Linked DNA regions of Ovis aries: region 2 is linked to region 1. A link is a contact called in public Hi-C data. All regions are on one chromosome and are shown on one strand. The core of a region is the stretch at or near the end of the contact, and the rest is flanking DNA. Distances in the headings are between cores, read along the strand shown. Region 1 has its middle 57 kb from the start of CCN6. Region 2 holds the start of FYN (FYN proto-oncogene, Src family tyrosine kinase).

Evidence for each region. Hi-C and Micro-C count contacts between places; a contact is called where the count stands out from the background.
Region 2: a Hi-C map of tail adipose tissue shows a contact between it and region 1, with 3 times the contacts expected there. The contact joins the promoter of FYN here to the enhancer-like site in region 1. A contact is called at or near these places in 4 of 16 Hi-C or Micro-C datasets (blood, muscle, omental adipose tissue and 1 more).

The regions. Positions count from the first base shown.
Region 1 is chr8:25,751,991-25,759,790 of ARS-UI_Ramb_v3.0, forward strand. No RefSeq gene overlaps it. Among named protein-coding and RNA genes, the nearest start is that of CCN6, 57 kb to the left of the region's middle. Within about 2 kb of position 4,396, at least 21 of the 54 cell types and tissues checked have an H3K27ac peak or open chromatin away from gene starts, as enhancers often do. A contact at or near this core is called in tail adipose tissue, where this site is marked.
Region 2 is chr8:25,877,856-25,885,655 of ARS-UI_Ramb_v3.0, forward strand. It overlaps FYN (FYN proto-oncogene, Src family tyrosine kinase), which reads left to right and starts at 2,893. Exons shown (of 14, transcript XM_060419485.1): 1 at 2,893-3,344.

The DNA of each region.
Region 1 (7,800 bases), core at 3,146-5,645:
TGGATAATGATGCCTCTTTGCTTGAATTCACAGAAGGCTAATGGTGAAGCTCATCTATTTCGGGAATGCTGCAGCAATGCTAATACTAATTGTTTTGCAGCAGATATCTGGATTTCTGCTGTAAGCGGTTTTGTTTGGCTTTTCTAATTGTTTGGGTTTTTTTCTTTTTCTTTAACTCCTGCAAGGTCTTATCTACACAAATTTACTTGAAAAAAAAAAAAAAACAATTTCCAGATAAAAATTGGCTTTTTGTCATCTGAAAATCTGTCAAAAGCTCCTTCTCCTCACTAGAGCATCTGCTTTGCTTTTCTCGGGTTCCTATTGACTTTATTCTCACATTTCCAGAGTCTCTCACTAGTTTCTATCAGTTTAAGAAGACAAAATTTCTTTCTAATTTTGAAGCCACTTAAATTTAACCTCAGTTTCGCTTAGTCACAGACAACAAACAGCGACTTGAAACTCTGCCCTGTCTCTCCCCTCCCTGCCTCTCCTTTCTTCCTCCTCCTCTCTCTCCCCCTCTTCTCTCTCCCTTCCTTCCCACCCCCCTTCTCTCTCTTCCCTTGCTTCTGTCTTTCCTCATTTCTCCCCAAGCCCACCCCACTCTTTTGCACTGAAATATTTCCAGCACCTTCCAAGAGTGATCTCCCCACCTCTTCCTTTTAATCCTCAAACAGCCAGAATCTTGCAAGTTCCCGCTGATTCGTAAAATTTCTTGAGAGCCAGTTGGCCAGGAGCACGGTGTAGCTTTCTGCTCTGCACACCCCAGAGATTTGATGCATCTTGTCAAGTTCCCTCGGTGATCCTTCTCCATTCTCTCTCTGAAGACTCCACTTTGTTGAATCCTATACAGTGAGTTATAGGCAGACCTCAGCGATATTGTAGGTTTGGTTCCAGACCATCACAGTCAAGCAAATATTTCAATAAAATGAGTCACACGAATTTCTTGGTCTCTCAATGAATATAAAAGTTAACATTTACACTATACTGTGGTCATTTAGTGTGCAACAACATTATGCCAAAAAAAAGGTACATACTTTAATTGAAAAATATTGCTAAGTTGTAGTAATAGAATCGAAGATCACTGATCACAAATTATATACATATATGAGTGAAGCTGCTCAGTCGTGTCTGACTCTTTGTGACCCTGTGGACTGTAACCCACCAGGCTCCCCTGTCCATGGGATTCTCCAGGCAGGAATACTGGAATGGGTTGCCATTTCCTTCTCCGGGGGATCTTCCTGACCCAGGGATCGAACCCGGGTCTCCCGCATTGCAGGCAGATGTTTTAACCTCTGAGCCACCAGGAAGCCCATATATAGATAGATAGATAGATAATTATTATATAATTATATTATTATTATAGCAAATATAATAATAATAAAAAGTTTGAAATATGGTGAGAATTACCAAAATGTGAAAGAGAGACATAAAATGAGCAAATGCTGTTGGAAAAATAGCACCAATAGGGTTGCTTGGCACAGGTTACCCAAAAACCTCCCATGTGTTAAAACAAAAACAAACAAACAAAAAAAAACACACAGTGTACATGAATCGCAATAAGTGAAGTGAAAGAGAAAGTCACTCGGTCGTGTCCGACTCTTTGCGACCCCATGGACTGTACAGTCCATGGAATTCTCCAGGCCAGAATCCTGGAGTGGGTAGCCTTTCCCTTCTCCAGGGGATCTTCCCAACTCAGGAATTGAACTGGGGTCTCCTAAAGAATCCTGCAGGCAGATTCTTTACCAACTGAGCTTTCAGGGAAGCCCAAAGCACAATAAAGCAAAGTGCAAAGAAACGAGCTGTGACTGGTGCTTCAACATGCTTCCATTAACAAATGCTCTATGACGGTTAATTTTAATATATGTCAATTTGGTATCTGGTTATTCAATAAAATGCTAATCTAGGCGTTTCTGTGAAGGCATTTGGTTGATGTGGTGAACATCTACAATAGTTGACCTTAAGGAGATGACCCTAAACAATGTGGGTGAGTCTTGTTCAATCAGCTGAAGGCCTTAAGAGCAAGAACAGGCTTCTCAAAGAAGAAATGCTGTCAAGACTATAATATCTATTTCCGCCTGAGTTTCCTAGCTGCTGCCTGCCCTACAGATTTAGGACTTTCCAGAACCCCACAAGCATGTGAGCCAATTCTTAAGTCTGTGTGTGTGTGTTCTCTGAAGAGCCCTGACTGACAGATGCATGTAAAGAACACTTTAGGTGTTCAGTGACATGCCAAGCATACACTATGAGAAAGGACACGTAAGATGATTCACTCCCCTCCAAAGAGTTATAAGTCATGGGAGAACCAAAACTACCTGCGCCTGCTCCTGCAGGTAACCGGAAGGAGCATGAGATGAAGAAGGTGGTTTGGAGGTTTGAGGAAGGAGAGAAGGCCATTAGTATCTGCTGGGTCAACACGCATTTTGGATGAATGGCAACCATGCCAGGCAAAGGCAGAGGGGTGTAGAAGGGGGACAGTGAGAACTGAAAGTGAGCCTGACCTTTCTCCAGCGGGGCTCTGCTTGCAGGGTGCAGCCCTTACCTGGATCACCATCTACTTCCAGGAAAAGCCCGCCCTTCCTGAGTGCTCCCTTCATCCATGCTACCATTTGCCTATTCCATGACAGAGAACTTCTGAGAAATCTTTGGTTCATTCCTAATCTTCATTAGTCCAGTTCATTAGCAAGTCCTGCTGCCACTTTCGTCTCTTACTATTGAGTCCTCCTACCTTTCTTTTGTACCGTCACAGCCTGAGAAGAGATACTGATAAATTCCCATGGGGACAATCCTCCACCACAGACTTCTTCCCTCTAAATCTGCTACCCTCCTGCACTGACCCTTGCCACCTCAACCAGAATTATCTTCCCCTACTGGTGTCATTTTTGTTTTTTTTTCTTTTTATTTATTGGAGTATAGCTGCTCAACAATGTTGTGTTATTTTCTGCTGTACAACAAATGAATCAGCTATAATATACATACGGCCCCTCCCTCCCACCCATCCACGTCATCAGAGAGCGCCAAGCTGAGCTCCCGGTGTTATGCAGCAACTTCCCACCCGCTGTGGTTCCACACATGGTGGTGTATTTACGTCCAACCTAATTTCCCGATTCATCCCACTCTCCTCTTCCCACCGTGTCCACACATACATTCTTTACGTCTGTGTCTCTACTCTTGCCCTGAAACTAGGATCATCTGTACCATTTTTCTAGATTCCACATACATGTGTTAATATAGAATATTTGTTTTTCTCTTTCTGACTTACTTCGCTCTGTGTGACAGACTCCAGGTCCATCCACGCCTCTGCAAATGACCCAGTTTCATTCCTCTTTATGGCTGAGTAATATTGTTTTTATTGAGCCGTCATTTTTATTTTACTTTTCTTACCCTTCTTGAGCTGGGATTCTAGCAGCTTTCCACATCACCAAAGACAGAGCCAAGGTGCTGATCGTTTGTTTCCAAGGCCAGGGAGCTTTAGCCACCTTTCCTCTTCGCTATGTCCCTCCCCCTTGGCCTGACCTTCTTCTTGCCCCAAACCTGTTCCTAAGCTGTGCCACAGGCTTAGCCAGGCCACCTGGGAAAACTTGCTGAACCGATCCAGTGCTCTCACAGGCTTCCCTGGCCCTGACTATGTGTAATTCCCACCACTCCCTTTATCTTCCTGTTCACGGGCTCACCCTCCTCTGTCACTCCCGATCCTGGCATATAAGTGTGATGTTAAGGGAGCACACAGGGCCAGGGACAACCTGAGCCCAGGATCTGGTTTGTCAGCTGTAAGATTGGCTCTTACTTGAAGCATCTGCTTAGGTCCGCGATCTAAAAGTGCAGGGAGGAGGAAGCACTCGTGAAACCAGGAAGGCTCAAGCACAGTGATGTGCTCACAGCTTTAAAAACAGCAGCCAAGGAGCTTCTCTGGGGGTCCAGTGGTTGAGAACCCACCTTCCCATGCAGGGGACTCAGACTGATCCCTGGTTGAGGAACTAAGATCACAGATTCCTTGGATCAACTAAGTCCTCAGGCCACAGCTACAGAGCCCCCATGCTCTGGAGCCTGCCCACAACAACAAAAGATCCCACATGCACCAACTAAGACCCAACGCAGTAAAAGATAAATAACTGAAAAAGTAAAACCAGTCATAAAAATGCAGCATTTCTACTTCGAAGTTTTGTTAAAAGGCAGGGGGTGGGGGCGATGCAGGAGGCAAACCCAGTTCTTATCGTAAAAACATCCTGTGAACGTAACAGCCTTCAGTGGGTTGAAGTTACAGGGAAATATATTCCCTCCCCAAACCCCAAACCCCTATTCCCATTGCAAAACAGCAAAGTCATGGACCAGGCACTGTGATTTTAGCCTTTCTCTGAACACTCTCCTCCTGGCTCCTGACAAGAGTTTGGAGATCATCCTTTGACCTCATTGTTCAGAGGGAACGAACACCATCAGCCTGTGAGCTAACTTGGCCTCAACATCACCCCTGAGACTCAAAACCCGGCTTCAGAAGGGTGGGAAGGGCTGGACACAAGGAAAGGAGAGAGAGAGGGCAGGAACCTCGCTGGCTGTTATTGGAAGGACCAGGTCAGGGGAAGGAAGTCTTCCATAGCCGATAGCCAGATGAAGAAATGGAGAGACAGCCGCCCCCAGAGAGCCGCTGCCACCGAGGAAGGCCGAGCTGGAGACCCTGAGTTTCCCCACAGACCCTGCCTGACGCCCCTCTCTGAGCATCCCCCCATCCCGATCCTCCCCTGCTCAACCCTCTCTCCAGTAGGTATACACTCTCCACAGTTAGAGAGGTTGATGCTAACCTGACTGAACTCTAAAAGCAACCAAGAAGGCTTAAAAAAAAAAAAAAAGTACTGGTGATCTACTTGGAGGAAATCTGCTGGAGAAATAAAAAGGTAACTCTTTGAGTAGCATCTACAGACCTGATGGCTGTGTGCTAATGCAAGTGAAACGAATCCTCCGTCCTGAGCTTGTCTACCCGGGAAAAACAAGGAGGAAACCGTCCGTCTTGCCTTTGTTTGCAGGGAATTTCAGAATTCCCATCTTTGCTCTTTTCATTCTGTGCTCTTAGCCAAACGCAAATCCGGAACCACACACTAGAGGTCGCTGCTCATTACGCTCCAACCTCATGTTGAAGGCGGGTGGGGGAAGGGCTGACCGCCTCTCTTCACTCAGTGGGAGGAACCTGCAGGCTCCGGCGGCTGGGAAATCTGCTTGGTCACACCCAGGGCAGGTATGTCAGGAGGCCGGAGCCCGCAAGTGCGTGCGTTGCTCTTCCTGACACAGGCCGAAGTATAACAAAGGAAAAAAGCAAATTGCCAAAGGTACTTCCAATTGTAAAGCACTGCCTAATTGGTGACCTTTAAAACGCTTGCCCTCTCCTCCTCAACTTACCAAATGGAACCACATCTTTCCAAGTGACCCACCATGAACAGTAAGAAGGACCTGGATAAAAAGCCAAGGTTTAAACAGACGGTACCAGCAGCGAGCCACCAGCAATGACACCACTGGGTTGGTATCCTCCCCAGCTGGTTCTGTGCCCAGAATATAAAACAGCTAAGAAATAAAATGACAAGACAACAAAGCAGATAACACTGGAAGCAATTACAGCCTCTCTCGATGCTGAGATTTCTAGAACTGCCACTCAAGGAGCGGTACGATTCTAATCGAAGGCCATTACCCATGAACCAGATCGCAGGCTGGCTGATTCCTATTATTCTGTTCCTAATTTTCCTAATTATGTTCACCTGTCCCTTCTTTAGTCCTGACTTTGCAAGTTGCAGTCCAGTTCACACAGACCCATCTCAAAAGCAATATAGAGGCTGGAGTTGACAAAAAAAGCCAGCAGTATCATTGTTTCCAGGCAAGTCCCAAAGTGTTTCTTTATTATTTGCTGCATTTCCACTTCTGTCTTTTACTCTAGATCCAGAGTAGAATCTATTAATAGATGTTGATGCAGAGTCCTTACACATACAGGTGCTGCTACGAGACCATGTATGTCAGTATGAAGACTGTAGCACTGACTCCATCTCTTAGGGAAATTCCTAAAAGACAGAGCCCAAAGCACCGGTGTAGACAGAGAAGGTCTCTTGCTGAAGAGTAGGGGGGCTTAAACCTTTCTGCTTGTGGGTTACAAGCAGAGGTGGGAGCATGTGGGGACAGGAACAGCTTGGCAAGGGCAGGGAAGTAAACAGAAGCATGGCTTCTGTGGGGAGACCCAGGTGATGCTCTTGCCCCAGGCTGAGGTGCTGTTGCTGAGTTAGAAAGGAGCAAGGGAACCGCTGAAGGTGGCAGAGCGGGAGGAGCACAGTGTATATCGTGATGAGGAGTCTGGACGCACACTTTTTAATTGTGGCAAAATATACAAAACATAAAATGTACCATTTTAATCATTTTTAAGTGTACAATTCAGTTAGCATATCCACATGATTGTACACCATTGCAGCTATCCATCTCAGGGACTTTATCATCATCTCAAACAGAAATTCTGTACCCATTAAACAATAATTCCCCACCTCCTCCTCCCCCAGTCCACGATAACCTGTAATGTCCTTTCTGTCTCTGGGACTTCATCTGATCTAGGTGTCACGTCGGAGAAGGCAATGGCACCCCACTCCAGTACTTTTGCCTGGAAAATCCCATGGACGGAGGAGCCTGGTGGGCTCACTAGAGGCAGGAACGACTGAGCGACTTCACTTTCACTTTTCACTTTCATGATTGGAGAAGGAAATGGCAACCCACTCCAGTATTCTTGCCTGGAGAATCCCAGGGACAGAGGAGGCTGTTGGGCTGCCGTCTGTGGGGTCGCACAGAGTCGGACACAACTCATGCGACTTAGCAGCAGCAGCAGCGGCAGGTGTCACGTACAAGTGGACTCATAGAACCTTTGCCCTTCTGTGTCTTGCTTATCTCATGCTGTGTAGTGTCTTCAAGGTCCATCCACGCTACAGTATGTGTCAGAACCTCATTCCCCTCTAAGGCTGGATTGTTTTCCATTGTGTGTATAGATTACACGGTGTGTATCTGTTCATTTGTTGATGGATACATGGGTTGCTTCTACTTTCTTTTGGCTATGGTGAGTATACTATTATGAACATTGGTTTAAAAGTATCTCTTTGGGCCCCTGCTTTCAATTCTTTGGGATATATACCTAGGATTGGAATTGCTGGCTCATTATGGTAATTCTATTTTAACTTTTTGCAGAACTACCAAATTGGTTTCCACAGCAGCTATACCACTTTATAGTCCGACCAGCAAAGCACAAGGTTTCAATTTCTCCATGTCCTCACCAGCGCTTGTAATTTTCTAGGTTTCTGATAATGGCCATTCTAATGAGTCTAGAGGAGTATTTCATTGTGGTTTTTATTTGCATTTTCCTAATGATTAATGGTGTTGAACATCTTTTCATGTGCTTATTGACCATTGGTATATCTTTTGATGAAATGTCCATTCAAGTCCTTTACCCATTTTTGAATGACTTTAGAGGCAGTATGTTTCTGCTTCAGCTTGGCCACTTCCTACCTATGTGACCCTGAACTGGTTACATAATTTCTCTGTGCCTCGATTCTTCCACCTGTAAGGTAGAGAAAAGATCATTTACCCCATCAGTTCAGTTCAGTTCAGTCGCTCAGTCATGTCAGACTCTTTGTGACCCCATGAATCACAGCATGCCAGGCCTCCCTGTCCATCACCAACTCCCAGAGTTCACCCAAACTCATGTGCATCAAGTCGATGATGCCATCCAGCCATCTCATCCTCTGTCATCCCCTTCTCCTCCTGCCCTCAATCCCTTCCAGCATCAGGGTCTTT
Region 2 (7,800 bases), core at 1,643-4,142, 120 kb after region 1:
CTATCTCAAGAGCGGTTTTTCTGAGAGTACATGACATTATCTTCAAAAAGGAAGACGGTACCCTTTCATGTCCATTTAGTCTTCAAACAAGTAGCGTGCTTCAGATCAGTCTTCCTCTGTCTCCATTTTACATATAAGAACACTAAGGGCCAGAAAAGGCAAGTGATTTGTCCCATCAAGGTGCTGTCAACAGTGTGCAGTGTGGAGCTGGAATCAGAAATAATCTAGTCTAGTGCTGTCCAGTAGAAATGTAATGTGAGCCACATACGCTATTTAAAATTCTCTAGTAGACACATTAAAAAGTTAAAAGAAATAAGTGAAATTAACTTTAATAGTATATTTAGCACAATATATTCAGACTATTATCATCTTCACATGTGAATAATATAAAAATCATTTAGATGTTTTATATTTTTTATGCTAAATCTTTAAAATCCAATGAGTCTTTTCTTTCACAGGACATTTAAATTTGCACTAGTCACATATCAAAAACTCAAGTACATTTCAAGTGTGTAAGAGCCAGGTGTGGCTTTTGGTTACCACATTGGACAGCCTGATTCTAGATCAGTGGTTTTCAAGGCCTGGTACCCAGACCAGGAGCGTCAGCATCAGCTGGGAACTGTTAGAAATGCAAATTCTTGGGCTCCATTCCAAGTCTACCGAATCAGACCCTCTGGGGGTGGAGGTCACCAATCAGTATTTTAACAAATCCCTTCTGGTAATTTTGATGCATGCTAAGGTTTAGAATCATTTGTTGCTGTTGTTCAGTTGCTAAGTTGTGTCTGACTCTGCGACCCCATGGACTGCAGCACACCAGTCTCCTCTGTCCTCCACTATCTCCCAGAGTTTGTTCAAATTCATGTCCATAGAGTTGGCGATGCTATCTAACCATCTCACTCTCTGCCACTCCTGCTCCTTCTGCCTTCAATCTTTCCCAGCATCAGAGTCTTTTCCAATAAGTCGACTCTGTATCAGGTGGCCAAAACATTGGCGCTTCAGCTTCAGCATCATTGCTCTAGACAATTGCCTCTCCATTCCAATCCATAGAAAACTAGGAGAGCCATGGCAGGCTAGTACTGAGAAAGAAGAGCCTCTTCTCTTGAGATAAACAATTCTTGGCTAGATGAAGTTTGCGTTCTCTTGTATGGAAATTTCTAGTCCTAGTTGGGGTTCCATTTCTTGGGATTATGAAATAAATAATCAACACATAATTTAAATATGATTTCATTCAGTATTTTAAGGAAGAAAGAAACCCAGTAATCACACTATACAATCACTTTAAATTTAGTTTTTAATTTCTCTTGTCCTCAGTTTCCTCATTTGTAAAATGGGGATTTGTTTAACAAATGTTAGCAACTTTAAAAAGTATTGTGTACCTACTGTATAGCATAGGGAACTCTGCTCAGTACTCTGTAATGACCTATATGGGAATAGAATCTAAAACAGTAGATATATGTATATGTATAACTGATTCACTTTGCTGTACAGCAGAAACTAAGACATTGTAAATTAACTATACTCCAATAAAAATAGATTAAAAACAAACAACCCCCTCCCCACCCAATATTGCACAGATTTCTCAGGGGGAAGTTTCCATATAAATACCTCTTAGTTTAATTTTTTTTTAAGTACTATGTATCCAAAAAAAGGCAGAAAAAGTGACTGGTATTTGAAAACTACAGTCAAAACTTAGTGGGCAGGAAAGGTAATATTATAGATTTTGAACATAGAAGCAGATGCCAATTCACTTATATTTCTCAGAGCGCTATATTTTGCTGAGGGGGTAGGGTAGGATTCTTGCCAAAATCATTAAGAAGAATGAATCTGAGCATGCCTTAGAGTAGAACTTTCAGTAAACAGGAATTACCTATAAAGAAAATCAGGAAGCTGAAGTGTTTGCTTTTTTTTTAATGAAGTTACATCCTGCCATAGAAATGCTGGATAGGAAATAAAGACTGATGCACTCCCAGTTGTATATTAAACCAGCTATTATTTCATCAAGGAAAATCTGAGCAAAAGCTCAGATTTAGAGAAGGAAAAAAACCACGGGAAGGCTGAATTCATGAGAAAACAAAGACAACCAATGGCTACAATTGAACATGCTTTTGGAAAAAGCTATACAAACAAACACCCACTCTGTGATTGCAGATTCCATAGTAGTCGCTTGCCCTCTCCACCCCTTACTCGTATTTCCCTAATACTTCCTGCAGACTTTGCTTATATATATATACATATATCAGAAGACTATCAGTTCATTCTAATTTATTCCGTTTTATCCCCTTCCTTTTCTTCCTCCCCCTCCTTATAATTACTGATAATATTAACCGCGCGTTTCCAGGTTTCTCTTTTTTCCAGGTTTCTGTGATGGGATTCTCCCTTGCTCCGCACTCTTCGGTTTGATCAGAGAAAACAATTTAATCATCCTAACAGTTTCCCAATTTATCCTCCCACCTTCAAATTAAAAGACAACAGAAAGGAAAGATAGCCCTTTCTCAAGGCAGGTTCCCATGGTTTTGAGGGAATGGCAGATGCCTTTCTGCAGTAGCGGCTGCAACCTTCTCCAAAGCAGAAACTGAAGCTCACACTCTCCTCTTCTTTCCTTACCCTAACCCACTACCTCAAGTCCACGTAAACCTTAAAAAACACACACGCACAACTCCTCCAATCTAGTATCCCCTCTCACACCCTTACACCACAAGCACGCCAGGATGCCCAATGCCACCGGAACGCTCTGCCCACTCGGTGGCCCCACCCATCGCCGCCCCGCCCCCGCTTCAACCACCAATGGTCGCCGCCCGCTGCTCCCGAGGGGCTCGTTGATTGGACAGTGGAGCCTGCCACTCTCGCGGGGCCTCCCGCCCTCCCTCACTCCCCGCTGGGGCTGGAGGGGCTGGAGCATCAGCGCGAGTAGCTCGGAGCAGCCGCGGCAGCGGCGGCGCGTCGTTGCAGTTGCGCCATCTGTCAGGAGCGGAGCCGGCGGGGAGGGGGCTGCCGCGGGAGAGGAGGAGGGGTCGCCGCGAGCCGAAGGCCGCCGAGACCCGCCCGCCAACCGGCCGAGGGAGCAGAAGAGAGGCTGCCCTCGGAGCCGCGCGTCCATCACCGCCCGGGCGCGCGGCGCTTCACCCCGCGCACCGAGGGCTCCCCAGGCGCACACAAAGCCGCCGCCCGCGCCTGGGAGGGATCCAGTCGCCGGGCCGGGGACACCCGGCGCCGCCCCCTGGGCACTCTCAGAAGGCCCACCGGCTCCCGGGCCCGCCGAGCAACCACCGGAGCCGCTTCGGCCGCGCCGGAGGAGGCGGGGAGTGGACCATGTGAATGGGCTCCGGAGCCTGAGCGCAGCGCAGGTAAGCGGCCGGGGATGCGCCGCGGGGCCGCGGGGATGCTGCGGAGATGCGGGCCGCGGGCGCCGAGCGCAGCGCCGCCCCCGCCGCGGGGCCCGGCGCTGCAGTCTCTTGGCCATCGTTGCCTCTGGGGCTCCCCGCGGGGCTGCCAGGGAGTTGGCCTTGCTTGGAGTCTTGCTGTGGTCGCTCCGGAGGACACCTCTGCGGGCTGCAGCCCCGAGGTAGCGCAGGGCTGGGGGGTCCATTTCCTCAGGGTGTGAATAGGGATTGGCTTGGGGGGTGGCTAGGCCGGCCCAGACTCCGCCTCCGCCCTCTTTTCGGGGCCCCCCGCGGGGACCCGGGCTGTGTGTGTTGTTTTAATGTCAGGGATGATGTAATCACTTAATAATTGATGCCCCGTGCTGCTTCCCTCCCCACCCCACTCCACCCCTGCCCCACTCCTCCACCTCTCGGCCTCCTCCTCCTGTGGCCGTCGCCTTTCCCATCGCATCCTCCAGCTTATTTCTGGCACCTCCCTTGCACTTCCCCCATCCTCCCCTCGACTCTTCCTGTGCCACCACCCACCCTTCCCCAGTCCCCCGTGCTGGAGCCTTAGCTCCTCTTCCTCTGACCCCTCCAACCCTCCTGCTCCCTCAGGCTCCTTTCTCCTTCCTTCTCAGCTCTCTGGATTTCCTCTCTACTTCCCTAGATCGATGACTGTTTTTGTTTGGTCGCCTCCCCTCTCTTATCTCTGCGGCCACAGGCGGAGGGGACTGAGCCAGAAAGAGGCCACCAGGCTTGGGCCTCGGCGGAGATTTGCTGGGACTGAGTGAGAAGAGGGATAATAAAATCACCCTTCTCGCCCCTCCTCCCACCAATAAATCACACAGACTCGCGGGGTGTGTGTGTGTATGTGTGTGTGTGACACAAAGAGCCCTTTCAGTGCACAGAGAGGAGACGCATAAAGTGCCCAAGGGTGGGCGCGATGCTTCTTGTTTCTCTTCCCTGGGGCTTCCCTTTTGCTCAGATAAAGCAGTTGATCTTCTCTCTGAGAGTCTTTCCTGCCACATTTACCAAAAAATAAAAGGCCCCAGATGCAGGGTGGCAGGTGCTGCCGTTTTGCTGTATTCATGGACCGGTAGTGTTGACTGGCGGCTGCAGTACTTCTTAGATTGAAGGGGGAATTGATTTCAGCTGTCTGAAGAGTTGCTTTACTCTCAGGGTAGCACCCTCCCTTGCCCAGTTTTAACTCCCTTTCATGGTAGGGGGTAGGATACATGGGTGTGGGAGAGGGAGAATTTTGTTTCCAAAAGAGAGTTATATTGATGTTTGCTAGGAGTGAGGCAGCCTAACTTGCTTCTCTCAAGTCTAAGGAGGACTGAAGTCATTTGAAATGAAGTCTTGTCCACCCAGTGATGGTTGTTTCACCCTTGTATTTAAAGAAGCTCCTGGGGACATTGCTAACACAGCAGTAAGTCGGTATTTGGAAGACTACTGGGGACTGTGTCTCTCTTGCCTGCTTCAGGGTACCCTTCAGACAGCCACTTCCTTCCTCTCACCGCCAAGCCACTGCCGTACTTTCCACCCTTTGTGCTCTTTCTCCCAAGTCCCTGCCCCTCTGCCCCTCGGGTCCTGTGCTTTCAGACAAGGGACTGATTTTTGGAGGAAGTGGTTTTGTTAATTGTCTCAGGTGTTGGAGGCACTTAGCTATGAGCGAAGAAGGTAGAGAATCTTTTGCCTGATCTCTTAAACCATCTGCTTGATGTTCCTCTTAAAAAGGAAATGTAAATGTAAATCTGGGGGCTTAATGTTCCATTCTGTAAGCCAGTGACTGTTACATGCTTAATCAATAATGTCAAAACTTAGGTCGAACCCATTGATTCCTAAGAGCATGGCTCTTTGACTGTTATAAGTAATAGAACTGTCTCAAGTTCTTCAAGAATTTTATTAGAGAAGAATTGTTATGGTTCATTAAACATTTACTCCTGCACTTTCTAAGGACATTCATCTTGGAACATTTTATATTTTAAAAAAAGCAAAAGGGTTAATGAGGGTAGTGTTCAAAACAAAAAAACAAAGCCTTGTTTGTTTGGCCAAACCCAGGAAAGAAAGTGCACAATAAGCTCACCCTCTGTTGACCGAGTTCAAGAGAGTGGTGAGGTTGAATGTGAACAAATGCATATTCTGCTTTCTGTACTTTTATTCTCTGCTTTCTCCTGGGTCTGAAATCTCCTAACCCCATCTGATTTGCTTGGGTTCTGTTAAACCTAAGGCCCAGCTCAAAAGTCTTCTACTCTGGGATGCTTTCTCCTCCTTTCCCCTTCAAGCAAATCACCATGCCTCCAATTTTGCTTTCACACTTCAGCAGCTGGCATTATGGTTGGCACGTGTCTGTTTCCATCATTAGTTGATCAACACATTGAAAGAAGGAACCTGGTCTTGTTTCAACAAATGTGTTAGGTCTTTGGTATGTGCTAAGCACCTGGCTTAATTAGGCTAATATTAGCAGCTATAACAAATAGGCCTGCAAAAATATAATGACTCAAAAGTAATAGATGTTTATTATTCCTCATGTAATAGTTCAAAATGGGTATTTCTGATCAGTGGGTGACTTTCCTCCATGCAGTGATTCTGGGCTCCAAATTCCACCATGCCTTGGCGCTCCATTGTAATTTGCTTTCAGCTGGCAGAAGCACAAAGAGAGAGTAGAGGGGATGAACCCACTTTTTAATTACCCTGGCCTGGAAATGACACACATCACTTCTGCTTACATCCTTTACTTGAGGGATAGTTAAATGGCCACATTAAACTGCAAGGGATCCTGGGAAATAGTCATCATATGACTAGAAAAAAAGTCAAGAAGATATGTGTTTGGGGCCAGCAACTTGGCTATATGCCACAACTCAGGTGGTACGAGTGGAAAAGAATCTGCCTGCCATTGCAGAAGACACAAGAGATTGAACCTGGGTTCAGACCCTGGAGGGAAGATCCCCTGGAGAAGGAAATGGCAACCCACTTGCCAGGAAAATTCCTTGAACAGAGAAGCCTGGTGGGCTATAGTCCATGGGTCGCAAAAAGTCAGAGCGCACACACACCCAACCTTGCTATGTGGTGCTGCTCAACAAGGCATAGTCGTTGCCTTCAAGGACTTTGTAGGTTGATGAGAATTAAATGGAAACCTAGAGCCTTTACCCATTATTGCCTTCATTCTTTTGCTATTGCCAGACTTTTGATTTTATAAGTTCAGACCTTCACATTTTAAACATGTTTCCAAAAACCTTGGTTTTTTGTTGATTCTAGTAGCCACTTCCCACCCAGTTATTCCCTGTAATACAGTGATCTGATGGCTGTGGTACTGACTTTGATGTGGCTCTCCAGTACTACCTTTGTTGGCCTGGATTGTTATCTGCTTATTTTATAGACTTCCCGAATGGCCAGGAGAGTCTTTAGAAATCACAGTCCTACCTTCTCTAATTGGAAGAGGAAATGAAAGAGACTCTAGAGGAGAGATTTTTTGCCCCAGGCCATGTTCGTGGGAAGAGAGCCTCACCTGCCCAGCTCTTCAGTCCTGACAGGGTCCCCTCCAGCCTGCAGATGTCTTGAGTGGGTGGGTGACTGTGAGCCCTGCATGTTCCGTGGGATTAAGTGAGTTCCCAGAGCCAGGTGAATCACTAGTGTTTTGGATAGCCCCTGTTCTCCACCGGCCTCCCCAGGAGCAATTCTGTCCGTACTAGTCATCAGACTTAGTAATGCACATACTTTTGCTATGTTGTGGTATGTCACTAAATCATGCCCGACTCTTTGGGACCCCACAGACCAGCCCGCCAGGCTCCTCTCTCCATGGAATTTCCCAAGCAAGAATACGGGAGTGGGTTGCCATTTCCTTCTCCAGTTTTTGTGGTTTTTTTCGCCCTGTGTGTATGCTATAAAAAGTTCATTATGTTCATCAGTTCTGTAAACGTTAGCCCAATATCTTATTGTGTGCAAGGCACTGGAAGATAGGATTGTGAAAATGAATACTTCTGCTGTCCTTGCTGTTTGGGAGCTTAGTCTGCTAGAGGAGATAAAAATAATACATAATAGCTAGTTTTATTGAGCATTTACTATATGCCAACCACTGTTTAAGCTCTAATCTTAAGAATGGTAAGAACAGCTGAAACTAATATAATATTGTAAATCAACTATTGCTGCTGTTGTTTAGTCGCTAAGTCATGTCCAACTGTCTTGCAACCCCCTGGACTGTAGCCTGCCAGGCTCCTCTGTCCATGAGATTTTCCAGGCAAGAATACTGAAGCAGGTTGCTATTTCCTCCTCCAGGGGATCTTCCCAAACTAGGGAGTGAACCTGTGTCTCCTGCATTGGCAGGCAGATTCTTTATCACTGAGCCACCTGGAAGCCTAACTATACTTCAAGGTTGTTTTTATATGAAGTAGTTTTGCTTATAATCTCCATTTTACATACGGAAAGTGAAACAAAGGAG